2 separate regions of the Cricetulus griseus genome follow, and region 1 is linked to region 2. The links are chromatin contacts, called in public Hi-C maps. All regions are on one chromosome and are shown on one strand. The core of a region is the stretch at or near the end of the contact, and the rest is flanking DNA. Distances in the headings are between cores, read along the strand shown.

Region 1 (5,156 bases), core at 1,714-4,213, 58 kb after region 2:
CCTCATCCTGGGGGAAGCCTTTGCTTCAGAAGAGCCTTTTGACTTTGGCACCCAGAGCACCACTGAGAAGATCCATAACCTGATCCCCGTCATGCTGAAGCACCGCCTCATCCCTCCACCAGAGGAGACCTACTCCCTACACCGTAAGATGGGCGGCTCTTTCCTCATCTGCTCCAAGCTGAAGGCCCGCTTCCCCTGCAAGACCATGTTTGAGGAAGCCTACAGTAACTACTGCAGGATGAAGTCCGGGCTGCAGTAGACTAGGCATGGGCCAGGCTAATGAGGGGCCATGCCTTCCCTCAGGCTCAGCCAAGCAGAGGGAGGGTGTTGAGCGGAAGCACCTCCATGAGTAGGAAGTGAGCAGTGCAGAGACCCCACTATTGCTTCTGTACTGTCTAGACAAAAAGGCAGGCTTCTTGTGCCATCTCCTCCCTGCTGTGGATGTCCACCAGGAACACGGAGCAAAGAAGACTAAAGCCGGCCTAGCTACCTTTGGGGTCTAGTTGGCCATGTAGAATGAAGCTTTGTGTGTTTCTGGATGAGCGTGTGTCCTTGCCCATTGCCACCCCAGCCGGTGGCCTGGAGCTAGAAGCTCAGGACAGTAGGGCAGCCACCCTAGCTGGGTCTCAGCATGGACAACTGATCCTTTTTGAGAGCAAAGCAGGGCTGTCACTGGAGGAGCAGCGGGCTCCAGCATGTTCCAGGAGAGGTAGTTACTACCCCGCACCGGGGATCAACACAGGCTCTGTCTGTCTTATCATCAGATGTTCACACCCATACGTTCAATAAAGAAGTGTGTTGGGGACTACCACTTCCTATGTGTTCTGTGAGTCCTGGGAATGAGGTGGCCTCACGTATGACTTGGGTGGTGGTCTTTACCTGTAAAGGTCTCTCATCTAGAATTTACATTGCTCTTGGTGGGGACAGAATGTGACAACTCAGGCAGACATTAAGAATTTCTTTGCATTTGTGTCTCTGACCTTAAGGCTTCACTGGCACTGGGGATTGAGCCTGATGTCTTGCAGATGTGAAGCCCTTTTACTTTTGAGACAGGATTTCAACAAGATATTCAGGCAGGCCTTAAACTTGTAACCCTCCTGCTCAGCCTGCCAAGTAATTAGGACCACAAGTCTGAGCCACCAGGCTTCTTAGCCATTTTAGAGAAAACAAGCTTGTAGATTGTGGCTACAGAACAGCAGGCACTAGAGGTGGCATTAGGGCTTGGACAGGAACAGTGTGCTCTTAAAGGTCATGCTAAATCTGACTAGGGGCCTGGCTAACTACCACCCTGCACCAAACAGCTCACTATGCCTTTTAAGAAGTTTTACTGGTACCTGGTGCTCTTGTCCATGTGTCACAGACCATGGAAAGTTTGCCAAGTCCTACTCTGCACAGATGCCACCTTTGAGGCCCAGGGTGACTTGTGGATCTTCAAGATTCCCAATGGCTAGGAGGGGTCTGAGTGACTTCAGTTGCAGTTGTGGCATTTCTGATAAGGTCACCCATCCTTACCTGTGTGCCAGCTTCATCAACTCACCAAAACGGGTCCAACGCTCCCAAGAGGCTGTTTACACAGACAGCAATCAAGTTGCTTCCAGCTTCACACTAGACAACCATGACTCTGAAGTGCCTGCAGAGTGTGGCCCAGCAGCCTAAAGCAGTGACTAAGATGTTCTTATTAGAGGAAGGGAGCTGAACACTTCCAGGGATTTGAATGTTATTCTTACCTGAGCTCCGAGGGCAACTTAAAAAAGTCCTGGATCAAACCCCAGGGGCGAGCTGACCTGTGTCCTCTGGGTATATAAAGAAGAGGCCCAGAGGAGGGACCAGTGAGCCACAAACTCATCTTGCTCTTCATATAGGGAAAGAAAAAGACAAAATACTCAATCCTAACAGTTCCTTATTTTATTGCAGTACATCAAAGTCTGGTTAATTAGGTGACGCCAACATAAAATATTGGTGAGAAATTCTTTGTTACATTTTTTTACTATCCCACCTTAAATAATTCTGTGCAAAAGAACCCATGTCATAGTCTGTTGGCAGACACTCTCTCAGGACATTTCCCTCAAACATCAAGGGATGAAACCAAACCAAATGAGTGATTAAGATGCCAAAGCAGTACCTTCCTTACACACACACACACACACACACACACACACACACACTGATCAGCATCATAGTCTAAACAAAAATGATTACACCCAGGCCATGCAAAACTGTACAATAATATTACAATGAGAAAAAAATCCTAAAAATGTATAAAATAAATGGTATAAAATAAAAAGGCAGGTCATTTTGTTTTCAATGGCATCAAGGCTGACTGACTAGTAGGGCCCTATGTAATGCTGCTGTCCCTGGGACAGGAGAATGTGATGCTGGAGCGGGCAGGAGACACTCACAGCATCCAGCAAGGCTCCACAGGGAACTCAGAACTTGCAAAGACTGAAGGTTTCAACAAGGAAAGAGCCACTGGAGGGTGAAGTGAGATGCTATGCTGCCAAACCAGGTTAGAAAGGGGCAGGGCTGGGCTATGTGTGCCTAGAAAGGGCCAGTGGTCTGGGGGTGTCACGCTGTTTTAAGGACACTCATGTTTGGGAGAGGGGATGTCAGCTAGGTCTACTGAGCTCGGAGAAGTGAATTGGTAGTCACTGCCAAGGCTGCATGGTGGCCTGTTGCACTGGGAGTAGATGTCTGCTCCGCTGCTCTAGCTTTTCCTTAATGATACCCGAGGTTCCACACAAGCCAGCTACTTTTCTTAGAAACTGATGCGGCCACTAAGAAACAAAGTGACAGGAGTCTAACATGAAAGAGACCAGGCTGAAGGAAGGGCCGGTGGGAATGACAGGAATTTTAGGCATTCCCTTTAAGCTTGGCTATAGCAATTTGCTGGAAGGCTAAACAGGCCATTTGTTGTAATCCCCCTTAGTCTTAAAGCTGTGCTCACTGGGAAAGAACGTGAATGACTAAGCACAGGGAGTGTGCACCCAAAATATATATTCTAAGTGAAGTCTGCTTTAGCAATCATTGACAGGAAGGCTTGTTTTTGGCAATAAAACAAAACCAAAACCAAAAAATGTAATATATTTGCATACCCACCCCAAACCCACATAATAGATGAGCCAGAATTCAAGGGCCAATAGCAAATAGGCTGGACATAGCACCAAGTACTAACCCACAGACACTATGCCAGAAATGGCTCTGAACACCATTTTCCATTTAGGTATCAATTCCAGCTGCTGCACATGTTCAAATACCTTGCATGGGGTAGGGAGAATGGTTTCAGGCAGGGCCGCAGGCCTTTAATTTGGTCTTTGGTGGCCACTGCTCTGAGGGATCGTGGCTTCTGTCTTTCCTTACCCTCCTCCACGGCTTCTGACAGGAGCGCTCTTCATGTAAGGCTGGGACAAGTCCAGTAAGACAGTGGTTATTAGGAGAACCCCACCCCACACTCTGGGCCAGGGCTGCTGGTACAATGCCTGGATCCATGTCTGCAGTGCAGAGTCTCCCAGTCCACAGCAGAGCTCGGGTGTGGATCCATGACTGCAGTGCAGAATCTACCAGTCCACAGCAGAGCTCAGGTGTGGATCATGTCTGCAGTGCAGAGTCTCCCAGTCCACAGCAGAGCTCGGGTGGGGCTCACTGCAATGGAGCGGGCCTGCAGGGAGGTTTCGACTGAGACTCTACAACGAGACTCTATAAACGAGCACTGTAAGCAACAAAAATTCACAACTGGTTGTCAAAGCTACAGACCAAAGGCTCAGGGTAGAGTCAGTTTTCTGCCTAGGAAGGAGAGGGAAGGGGAGGGGACAGAGGAGAGAGGAGCCAGTGCTATCAGGCAAAGTGCCACGTTCAAGCAGATACAATAATAAGGCTCTCACCAAACTCAAGATCTGACCCTTAGTTTTGGATGTACACAAATATTTTTGTAACACTTCTTTTCCAAAAGCAAAACAATTGAGATTAGGATGACACAGTGCCCACCCAAAACAAAATGTGCTCCTGTCTGAGCCAGTGGAGAATCCAGAACATTTGTCAAAGCTGCTGTTTAAAAGACCCTATCAGAAGTGCTTCCATCACCATCCCCCGCCCGGAACTCTGACCTCCTCCTCCATAAGGCAGCACACCTCAGGGTCTGGCAGCACACTGTGCCAAGTGTCAGCATGACAGGCTGGCTAGCAGGTCTGGAAATCTATTTTAGGTGTGGTTTAAGGTGGGGAAATAGTGGTTTTTTTCAACCCAAAAGAGGTGAAAAGGAAGAGTGGCAGGGCCTCTTTACTGGCATGGGGTACTGTAGTTTCCGTCTTTTCTATGTTCTTAGCTGGTGAAACATGTGGGTAGAGACGAGTTCTGGTCTCCATCTTGCTTCCTTGGACAAGGACAGCAGCACACACCCAGAGTGGAAGCTGGCTGGCCATCTCTGGCAGCCAGCACACCCCCAGGCCCACACAGGCCCCACTGTCCCAGCATGTGGGAAGGCATATTTGGTCAAGGCTGTTCAAGCCTGTGCTTCTGAGGTTTCACATGAGTTAGCAGGGAGAAAGAAGCCCCTTCCCCAGGAGTGTGTATGAGGAAGTTCACAACCACCCTTAACCAAACAGGTTCCTCACTGGGAAGCTGTGCCCAGTCCAGACAGACTCACTGCAACCTAGGGAGGGACAGGATTTTGCCAGGACCAAAACCAGCTACACAAACCATTCTATGATCTTCAGAAGCCCCGACTCTCTCCCTGTGCCCTTTATGATGGGAAGGTTCAGAAGATGACAGAGTTGTCTTTCATTCATCTGTGCGAGATACCAAAAAATACTAAGGGGGGAAATGTTCAAATCCATCATTAGAGAAAGAGATGCCTTGGGAGGTGGGTGTGGCCCTGGAGTGACTTGTGTGCCACCTGTGGTGTCCAGGTCACATCCCACCAATGGCACTGATCTCCAAACATTCCTTAGCCTGCAGGCTTGAGGACAGACACGATGGGGATGGGACTTCTGCTCTCTCTTTACAAACATCACTTGAGGCCTTTGTACCCTGTATCTGACTCAGCTGGGAAACAGACAAGAAACAACACATTTCTTTAAATTAAATGAGCTTTCTTATATGTGCATCATCTTTCACTGAACACAAGATGCTTCCTTGACTATGTACATTCAGTATTTAACTTC
Region 2 (4,627 bases), core at 422-2,921:
TCTCACCTAGTTCTTTTCTGGTTTTGGAGGGATGGGTTGAGGTGCAGTTGGCAAGGGGGAGAGTTGGGACAGGGTGTCATACAGCCCAGGCTGACCGCACATTTTAGAGGTCAGGATGACTTTAATCTCCAGATCTTCCTGTCTCTACCTCTTCAATGCCAGGGTTATGTGCATATGCCATCATGCTGGCTGTTACCCAGGTCTTGCTGTCCCACATCTAAAGTCCATTAAAGAAAAACAACTGGCAGGCTCTGCTCTTCATGCTGGAAGCTTCCCTTTGGAGTCAAGCCACCTGGGGTACTGCCCAGCCTCAGTGTGGGTGAGTTGTGCTAAAGGGAGGTTGGGACATGGCAGTTCTTTCCCCAGCTGCAGTGAGTCTTACTCTTGTGTGGTCTGGGCAGCCTCCCTGCCTGGGTCCCTCTGCTCCAGGCTTACGACTGCCTGAGTACCAGATGACCTGATAGAAGAAACCCGAGTCCACTCAATACCTGGCTTAAACTCTACAGCAATAGCTTCCAAAGTGTGATTCAAGGGGTCTGGGAGGTGAGATGATGCCAATTATATTATGTGACATTGGATTCCCCTTCTCCTTCTCTCACCAGTGTACACAGATTTTCCAGGAGCTGTGTGATGCAGGACATCGCGAAGGACTGAATGCTGACAGGAGCACAGCTCTAAGTCTGTTCTGCTCTATTAGAAATAATTACTTTGGACCATTGGCGTGGTTCGGTGGGTAAAGGTACTTGCTGCCAAGCCTGATAACGGGAGATTGATCCCTGGAACCCTAATAATGAGAGTAGAGGACTGAGTCTCGTAAGTTGTTCTCTGATCTTTACACATGGGCACACACATGCACGGGCACACACACAATAAGTGTGGTTGGAGAGATGGCTCACTTGTTAAGAGCACTGTCCCTTCCTCCAGAGGACTCCAGTTTGATTATGAATGCGCGCGCGTGCACACACACACACACACACACACACACACACACACACACACACACACAGAGCAGCTTACAACCATCTGTCCCTCACTCCAGTCCTAGGGGATCTAGTGCCTTCCTCTTTGGACATAAGGCATGTACACAGTACACAGACATACATTCAGGCAAAACACCCATATACATAGAATTAAGATGAAAGAGTGCTGTTTTATCCACAGGACCTGGGTTTGGTTCCCAGGACACACATGGCAGCTCACAACTACCAGGAACCCTAACTTCTGGGGATCTCACACTGTCTTCTGGACTCTTTGGGCACCTACATTCATGTGGTATGCACATAAGAAGCAATAAATGAATCTTTAAAAAATTGCAAAGCTGTAACTAAATGCCATTCTTTACACTCAAGTTTTTTCAAAACTATTTTGACAAAAACCATTGTTTATGTTAACATGGTGCTTATTAATTTAAAGGAATGAATGCATCATTTAAAAAATTCTGACTTACAGTTTCTGCTAGATTAGAATTTCAGCCCACCAAATGGGTTTCTAGAGTCCTTAGAAACGTTTACCCATATGAGATGTCGTGAGACCAGTATGTTCGAGGGCTGCTGTCCCTAAGAAGGCTGCTGTGCTCATGGAGGGCTTTGAAGTCCTGCTGGCCTTCACTCCTTTGTGTCTTTGCTGACTTTACAACAGCATGCCACAGGAGGGCAGCAGATCACGCTGTGAGCCCCACAGGCCTTCACCCCAGGGGCGTCACTAAGTCAGTTGGCTGCCTCCAGCTTCTTCCGGTATCTGGCCCAGGCACTGGACAAAGTCATAATCCAGGTAGGTCCTTGCTCTGTGGGAGACTTAGCCCTGGTTTCCTACCCATACCCCTGGAGAAAGCATTGGAATATTGGTCCAGGCTCACGCAAGAGCCTGGCCACTTTGCTGGAGATATTTGGGGAAGCCACACTAGCTCAGTGTGACAGAGTGGGTCACAGGGAGTTTCTAGTCTCAGCTTTGACATGGAAGTTTTGGTTCTTGTGGGAACTGTCTTCTGGAAGAGCACCCTGAACCACTCATTGTTTAATAGCGTAGCGGGCAGCATGTTTCCCACCATTCTGACAGTTCCTGGGATCAACAATTTAGGAGGAAGAAGGCTTCTTCTGGATTGTGGTTTCAGGGGCTTTGGTCCATGGTTGCTGTCTTTGTTGCTCTGGGGCTTGTGACTGTGCAGTACATCACGGCAGGAACATGGGTACTGATGGGAGAACCCTATTCACCTCGTGGCCACCAGCAACATGCTTCACCTTCAAGCATTAGAATAGGCAGGTCACTACTGTGCCATGAGGTGACACATTTGAGCAGAAGAGTCTACAGTCTGAAAGTTGGTAGCAAACAGATTTATCTAGAAAGAATCTTGACCCATGGTTCTCAGCCTGTGGGTTGTAACCCCTTTGGAGGTCAAATGACCCTTTCACAGGGATGGCATATCAGATACTCTGCTATCAGATATTTATATTATGATTCATAAAAGTAGCAAATTACAGTTATGAAGCAGTAACAAAAATAATTTTATGGTTTGTGTGTGTGTGTGTGTGGGGGGGCGGTCACCACAACATGAGGAACTGGATTCAAGGGTCGCAGCATTAGGAAAGTGGAGAACCACTGCTTTTAACATATCATCGGGGCCGTGAGGTGGGGGAGGAGAGAGGGAGTGCAGGCGTTCTGCTTGCCTTGATACCCAGGCTTGGGGGAAGGTAGAAGGAGAGGGCACAGGTGAAATTTTACCCATAACCAGGGCCTCACGTTGGCATCAGAGCAAGTCATGGGAATCTCTAACAATGGAAAGCAAGGCTTGTCAGCTACTTACTGCAGTCTTTTAGCTTCCCTTTAGACTTCTTCAAACAGCCTTAAAGCAATGCAGTGTGGGTGAGCTGCCTCAAATGTGGGCCAGTAGAAAATAAAGTCACCAGATAAGGGTCCAAACCCCACATTGCCAGGGTCCATGCTCTTTCTCCATTACTGGAATTCCAGCCCCCACATATTTCTCCCTTCCATTTAGATATTCACTGTCAGGTTTGGTCAACCCAATGATAGATACAAATCCCTAGTCTTTGCTTATGTAGGCCTGGTGACCAAGATAAACTAGGCTTTGAAGGTCAAGGCAAGGTTATGGTCCTTCTCCTACCATGTGGAAACTGTAGTCTTGGGCAAGGTGCCTGACTTCTCTGAGTCTCTATTTCCTCCGCTGCCAGAGGCAATAATATCAGTGAGTTGTGAGAATCACATAGCATAAGGCATCTCAGAGATTAAATCAGCGCTTGGATGGTAGCAAGGGCTCAACAGGCTATGCCCAGCACAGAATTTGAAACGAACTTCTATTTTGAGACAGGGTTTCATGTAGTCAGTCTAGTCTGGCCTTGACCTTGCCACATAGCTGAGGATGACTTTGAATTCTTATTCTTCTGCTTTCACCCACTAAGTGCTAGGATTACAGGTAAGTACCATCATAACTATTTTTATGCAGTGCTGAGGGACTGAATCTAGGACTGTTGTGCACACCAGGCAAGTATTTTACCAATATATGTCTCTAGTCCCAAGCTTAGCCATTTTGAAAAATGTACTGTTTTTACATATTGTCACTATGTTGTACAATAGCTGTCTTGTACTAGCTCCTCCTGTGGGTTTTGGATCCTTTGCCCCCCACCCCCATCTCAGCCCCTGCTAACTAACCCTCTGCTTTCTGCCTCTCTTAATCCAGCCTGTTTAGATTCCACACATAAGCAAGGTCATCTGGTATTTTTCTTTTTGTGCCTGGCTCACTTAATTCAATGTCTCCCAGGCTTAGCTATGTTATAATAAATCATAATATTTCCTTCTTATTAAGGTTATTTTTTAAGGATTTTGCATTATATGTATGTCCCATGTTTCTTCATCCATTAATCCACTGATGGGCACTTAGGTTGTGTACATTTCTTGGCTGTTGGGAACAGGTTGTGATGAACATGAAAGAGCTTTAGAGAGACAATTCATTTTCTTTAGATATATTCTCTGTTGGGGGACTTTTGGATCACACAGTAGTTCTTTTGAATGCTTTCCTTTTTTGTTGGTGCTGTTTCATAAACCTCCTTAGGTGCGAGTGTGTGCACAAATTGTGGTGTGTTTGAGGAGGGTGGAGAACAATCCTGGTAGTAGGCCCTTGCCTTCCACCTCATGTGAGACAGGGTCTCAGCTGTTTGTTGTGGGTATGGTAACTGGTCCACGAGCTCCCAGGGATGCTCCTGTCCCCACCTTCTGTCACACCTTATGATTACAATCATGCACTGTGCTCAGCTTTATGTGGGCTCTGGGATTTGAACTTGGGTCCTTGAGCTTGCATGGCAAATGCTTTTACCCACTGAGCCCTCTCCCCAACCCATCATGAATATTCCCTTGCATCATTAAACATTCTACTGAAGTCACTTCAAAGGCTGCATTGTAGTTTATTATGCCAATGACTGACAACTTTTGTAACCATCTTTTACTACTGTACTTTTAGTTTAACACCTTTACTGCTATCAATAAATACAGAACCAACTTCTTTTTATGAAAAGTAACTTTGTTCATATTTTGTGGGGGGTCCCTGCAAATGCTACGTCTGGCAGAGAAACGATCCATGAGAGTCAAGGAGGAAGTCTAGTTCAGCATTAGTAAGTTA

What was found. A called contact is a pair of places that touch in the nucleus more often than the background predicts.
Region 1: a contact with region 2 is called in a Hi-C map of the CHO-S cell line, with 6 times the contacts expected there. The contact joins the enhancer-like site here to the promoter of Coq8a in region 2. A contact is called at or near these places in 5 of 8 Hi-C or Micro-C datasets (the CHO-K1 cell line, the CHO-S cell line, fibroblasts and 1 more).

Annotation. Positions count from the first base shown.
Region 1 is chr5:14,083,983-14,089,138 of CriGri-PICRH-1.0, forward strand. Cdc42bpa (serine/threonine-protein kinase MRCK alpha) reads right to left here. Exons shown (of 35, transcript XM_027418850.2): 35 at 1,884-5,156. Coq8a (atypical kinase COQ8A, mitochondrial) reads left to right here. Exons shown (of 15, transcript XM_027418854.1): 15 at 1-811. The coding sequence ends at 259. Among named protein-coding and RNA genes, the nearest start is that of Coq8a, 57 kb to the left of the region's middle. Within about 2 kb of position 2,964, at least 2 of the 6 cell types and tissues checked have open chromatin away from gene starts, as enhancers often do. A contact at or near this core is called in the CHO-K1 cell line and fibroblasts, where this site is marked.
Region 2 is chr5:14,027,586-14,032,212 of CriGri-PICRH-1.0, forward strand. It overlaps Coq8a (atypical kinase COQ8A, mitochondrial), which reads left to right and starts at 1,672. Exons shown (of 15, transcript XM_027418854.1): 1 at 1,672-1,770.